2 separate regions of the Gossypium hirsutum genome follow, and region 2 is linked to region 1. Evidence: chromatin contacts called from public Hi-C data. All regions are on one chromosome and are shown on one strand. The core of a region is the stretch at or near the end of the contact, and the rest is flanking DNA. Distances in the headings are between cores, read along the strand shown.

Evidence for each region. A called contact is a pair of places that touch in the nucleus more often than the background predicts.
Region 2: a contact with region 1 is called in a Hi-C map of leaf, with 1.7 times the contacts expected there. The contact joins the promoter of LOC121230723 here to the promoter of LOC107962134 in region 1. A contact is called at or near these places in 2 of 34 Hi-C or Micro-C datasets (both in leaf).

Annotation. Positions count from the first base shown.
Region 1 is chrA06:120,080,625-120,083,305 of Gossypium_hirsutum_v2.1, forward strand. LOC107962134 (cation/H(+) antiporter 15) reads left to right here and starts at 1,355. Exons shown (of 3, transcript XM_041116028.1): 1 at 1,355-1,877; 2 at 1,995-2,681. The coding sequence starts at 1,644. It overlaps LOC107962135 (a long non-coding RNA gene), which reads left to right. Exons shown (of 2, transcript XR_001701522.2): 2 at 254-575.
Region 2 is chrA06:120,624,852-120,627,532 of Gossypium_hirsutum_v2.1, forward strand. LOC121230723 (multiple inositol polyphosphate phosphatase 1) reads left to right here and starts at 1,316. Exons shown (of 12, transcript XM_041116034.1): 1 at 1,316-1,746; 2 at 1,864-1,951; 3 at 2,416-2,681. The coding sequence starts at 1,646. LOC121230722 (a long non-coding RNA gene) reads right to left here and starts at 248. Exons shown (of 2, transcript XR_005928861.1): 1 at 1-248.

The sequences.
Region 1 (2,681 bases), core at 105-2,604:
GATAAACAGAAAATGAAAGAAAGAAAAAAAAGAAAAAGAACAAACCAAAACCTTTTAAAACTTCCGTTTTAGTTCTTTTCTGATTTTTAGTGTGTGTAAAAAGTTTTTGTAAAAAACAGAAAAAGAAGCTACAATGAGAAGGTTGTGGCTTTTAAAGCCAAGTTACAAGACTTTTCTTTTCTATTTTTTTTTTGTCTTTTTGCTCTTGTTTCTTCTACTACTTGTGTGTGCCTTTTTTGCTTGCGAGTTGCAGGTGGTTGTCAGAGGCGTGCGATGCAGGTGATAGGCGAGCCGAGTGGCGGTGGTGGCGCGCATGAGGGGCTAAGCGGCGGCTGCAATGCTAGGGTTCCTTCACTTCTTTTTTTCTGCTGAAAATGTTTTGGGTTAATAAGGCTAGGGTTTAGGTTATTTGGGCCTGTTGGGCTTGTTGGGTTTTGATTGGGCTATTGGGTTTAATATGTAAGTAGACATTAATTTTGGGCTATTTAATTATTTGTTTAGGTTTATTGTTTTTTTTTGTTTTGTTGACTTGGGCCAAAATTGGCTATTACAATACACTTTGAAGCTTTCGCTAATTTCTCATAAATTCATTTTTTTTATCCTTATGCACTGACAATGTCCCATAGATGTAGGAAGTTTTTTAACTATGGAGACTTTGTTCTGGTGTCCATCTCGTTTTTCTTATTAGTAGTTACTTTATTAGTTGCAACTAAGCAAATAGTTGATAAGAAAAAATCAAGTAACTTTCAAGTTATTACATTAGAAATAAAAATACTTATAAAACTTTAGAATCATATAAATCCATCTAAGATTGCTCGACCTAAACCAATACAAATCTAAAATAATCTGAGCACAAAATATTTGAATTTAAGAGGGTTTGAGAATAATAAAATTTAAGCCTGAAAAAGACCAAGCTCAAAAAATTCCCATCCTAAATTAATTTAAACCCAAAATAATGTAAATTTAAAGAAAACTCAATTTGAACCCATTCAAACATGTTTGCCACCACTCCTTTTTCCCATTTTGAAATGAAGAACAAATTTTAATGTAACTTTAATGGCTACAATATCTTACAAATTCCTCTATTTTAGAGATCATATCAATTTTTTATTTTTATTTGCAATTCAATTTCAAATAATAAAAAATTGGACTATAAAAGCTTCTAAAATATGAAGTTTAATAAAAATTAAATAATATTTTTAAATAGTAAAATGTGAATTCTATTAAAATTTGGTCTTATACAAGAATTAAATTAATGTTTTTAATAGTAAAAAACGTAATTTGATAAAATTCCAATAATAAAATTAGCTGGTAATTACTTTTTCCAAATTTAATCACCATTGAGATATTTTTTAAAATAAAAAGGATAAATGAGAGGGAGAGAAGTGATTAAAAGGGCTATTTTTCATCCTTATGTTGAACTATGGTTGAATAATTAGAAGAGATGAGTGATAGATTATGTTGAGCGAAAACCATTTATTTTAGTGACCTAGCTTGAAGGACAACCTCCCAATCAAAATTGTGGAATTCCAAAAAAAGAGGCTCACCATCCACTCCTACTTTTTGTACCTTTAGATTCTTGCTGCTTAGTTCCCATTTCTTTCTTCCATCGGATTCCTTGATCGAGAAGCAGCAATTGAAGCATGGAAGGGGGATTAACTCATGATGCAATCAAGATTGGTAAAAACCTGACCATTCTTTGCATAAACAACTCATTTAAGAAAATCCCAGCAAAGAGTATATGGCTCAGTGGTAACCCTCTCGTCAGCCCCACCACTCTTCTCATGTTTCAGCTCTCTAGCATTTCAACGGTCTCACTTCTCATCAATGTTTGTTTCAAGCCTTTAGGACAATCATCCTTAGTCTCGCAGATTTTTGTATGTTATTTTTCTTTTCAATTCTAACATTAAGTTACTTAAATGTATCATATACTTATTTACTTACATTTATAATTAACATCAGGTTCTAAACACTTGTGTTAACCAAAAACCCAGGGTGGAATGATATTTGGCCCATCAATTCTTGGCCACAGCCAAGACGTAGCCGACACCGTTTTCCCGATCCATAGCCGAGCTATAATGGATGTGTTCTCAGGATTCGGCATTATGTTCTTCTTCTTCGAAGTTGGAGTAAAGATTGACCCGTACCTGATGGTGTGTCCGGGACGAATGGCTGCAGTTATAGGCGCTTCGGCTCTCATCATTACGACGGGTCTTTCAATTGGACTTGCTGTTTTCTTAAAGACGTCCGTCACCATGAGTACCTCCCTCCAGAACTCGTTGATACTTGTAGCATCATCTCAATCTTTAACAGCTTTCCCTGTAATTTCTACACTGCTAGACGAGCTCAAGATTATAAACACTGATGTCGGTCGAATTGCTCTCTCTTCCTCCATGTTTTCCTTTTTAATCGGTTTTTCGACGACTTCGATTCTTTTCTCCATCAAACAAGCCAATTCCCATCATATTTACAGTTTTCTACCACCCTTTCTTTCCGTAGTTGCATTTGTAGCCACCAACTTTTTAATTCTTCGTCCCAAGTTAAAGAAGATGTTTACTCAAGCAGTGGGTCCAAAATCTATTGATGAGAAGACCATAGCATCTATATTCATCCTAGTCATGGTGTCGGCATTCATTAGCGAGGTAATCGGGCAGCATTACATCTTCGGACCATTACTTTTA
Region 2 (2,681 bases), core at 66-2,565, 540 kb after region 1:
TTATTCCACCTTGGCTGAATTACCATTCAGTGGTGAGGGAAGGAAATGCCTATGCTGCCTTTTGCCGAAATAAGGCCTAGTCCATGCGGACCATAATAAGTCATTGTAATCAACCGAACATTAATTTAGTGGTGAGCCTACTGAATTCGGCTAGAATCCAGTCATAAACCCCCAATTAAACATGTAAAGAGTTTAAAACTCATAATTACTACCCTGATAATTATATCTGTGTATTGATTGCTTTTAGACACATGTTTGCCTTTGATTGATGTTTTTCAAAATACATTGTTTCTTTGTTACTGCCTTCGCTTAAAAGTGTTGCTTCAATTTCCCACCCAGGTAGTTATAAATACGGCTCTTTTGCGACTTTAAGGCCTTTGTCGTCATCGAAAACTTGCTTCTTCTTGTCTTTTTGTCCTCTCAATTTTTTCATTTTGTCTTACAAAATCATCGACGATCCTTCAAGATTGCAAAGAGAAATGCTTCAATGGAAAGTGAAAATCGGTTATGCATCACTACCACAGGGGAGATAACCATGTTGATGTACCGTGTCTCAAGCTGTATCATTATAAATATGAGTTCTTGTTTCCCTTAAGATCACACCAAATAAGTGAAGTTACAACCAATGGATGGGGCTTTTATCTCCCATTGCATCTATTTGAAGTGGGTTTTCATTTGCTCCATCATCCTTAGTTTTTAGAGATATTGCAATTGAAAAATATGACCCCTAAACAACTATAAAATGCTTCTTAACATATGTTATTATTGTATTTTTTAGATTATAAGGAACATTGAGAAGAATATTCTTCAATTAGCTTTAAAAATCTATTTACCCTTACTTGAAGGTTCTCTTGGAATAAGTCACTTCTGGTTGCAGGATAGTGTAATCTTGAGATGAACAAATTCCCCAAAAATGTTACCTTTTATCACCATAAATATATTATGGTAAAGAACAAGTTTGGAAGACTTTCCATTTCCCCTAAAGTAGATTTTTTTATTTGTAGGATTTTTCCTCTTCTATTCGATAAATACATTTCCAAGAATCAATTTCATCACCTAAGAACAGAGTAAGTGAAGTTTAACGAGTTGTAACCTCTAAATTAACTTTTGGTGGTTTTGTTTTAATAAGTCCATTGATGCAACCCCAAAATTGGTGGCTAGTTCTCTAAATAACTTAATTGTTATTTTAATCTATCAAATAACAAGTTAGGCTAGTGTTATTTTTCCCATAACTTTCCCAATGGTAGTAGTCTTTGTTAGTTCAAAGCTCAAACCCAATCTCCCATCATATTAATGGGATGGGCGGAAATGAAATAATTCGGATTAACGCAAGTGAGAATTCGAAACCCAAATTCTAAGAAAGGTAAAAAGACAAGCAAAGGAAAGCAGCCGCTGGCGCTGCGCCAGTTTAGGATAGCGATCTTAATCTAACACCGTGGAAAATATGGTCAACAATTATTTAACCCCAAAAGTAATCTAGATCAACGTGTAGTAATAACTCAGACGCTTCAATTCAGTACGCGGGTAGCATGGAATTGTTAATGGCGGTTTTCAACCCAAACCCAAAGCTTTCATTTTCAGTCTATTTATTAAAACCCTCCATTTTTCTTCCCAGTTAATTTTCAAAAAAGGGTCTCTGAAGAAAATGGCCATGGCAGCAATTTTGTTGCTGTTTTTAACGTTATTTTCAAATTCAAAAGCTGATCGAGATTTCGATGTTCGTCAACACCTCTCTACTGTAACAAGGTCTCGCTCTTCTTCACTATCTCATTGAATCGTAGTTTCATCATCTTTACAATTTTGAATCAGGTTTATATTATTATTTTAGTTTTTTTCTTATTTATTCCTTTTTTTTTGGAGCAGATATGGTGCTGTGAAAGATATTGTTGACAATTCGTTTATACCATCTGATATTCCTCAAGGCTGTACTCCTATCCACTTAAATCTTGTGGTAATTTTGTTTTATTTTCATGAAATTTGAGTTTTTAATTATTCGCGGCAGCTAGAAATGGTGTTGAGATTAAGTTAATATGGAGTAGATGTATATTTTGGATCTACATTTTATTGTTAGATGAAGTTTGTCTTTACAAAATTTAGCATAATTATTCTTTAATAATATGCCCCCACTGAACCAAATTTATGGAAGATTTACTACAAAGTTTGATTTTAGATGCATGGGAGAAGTAGGGTAAGTATTGTGCATTGTTTCCAATTGTTAGCTTATTGGATATCTTTAAGATTTGCTGTTGTTATATTCTGTGCAAAGCATAGCAGTTTTGAGATTGCTTCTTACTCATTGTGCTGCCTTTTAAGAGTCATTGTTTTGCTTGAGATTTCTAGCGTGGTTAGTTAGTACTTGTTGAATGTCTTGGGAGTACAAACAAAAGGGAAGTTAGTTTAAATATTTATTTTTAGGCAAGACATGGAACGCGTTCTCCTACAAAGAAGCGGGTGAGAGAGATGGAAAAGTTGGCTTCTCATATAAAGGAACTTATAGAAGATGCCAAACAGAGGAATTTGTCCTTACAAAAAGTCCCTGCTTGGTTTCATAACTGGGAGTCTCCTTGGAAAGGGAAACTGAAAGGTGGAGAGTTGGATATCAAAGGAGAAGAGGAATTGTATCAGCTTGGAATCAGGGTTAGGGAAAGATTTCCCGATATATTTAATGAGGAATACCACCC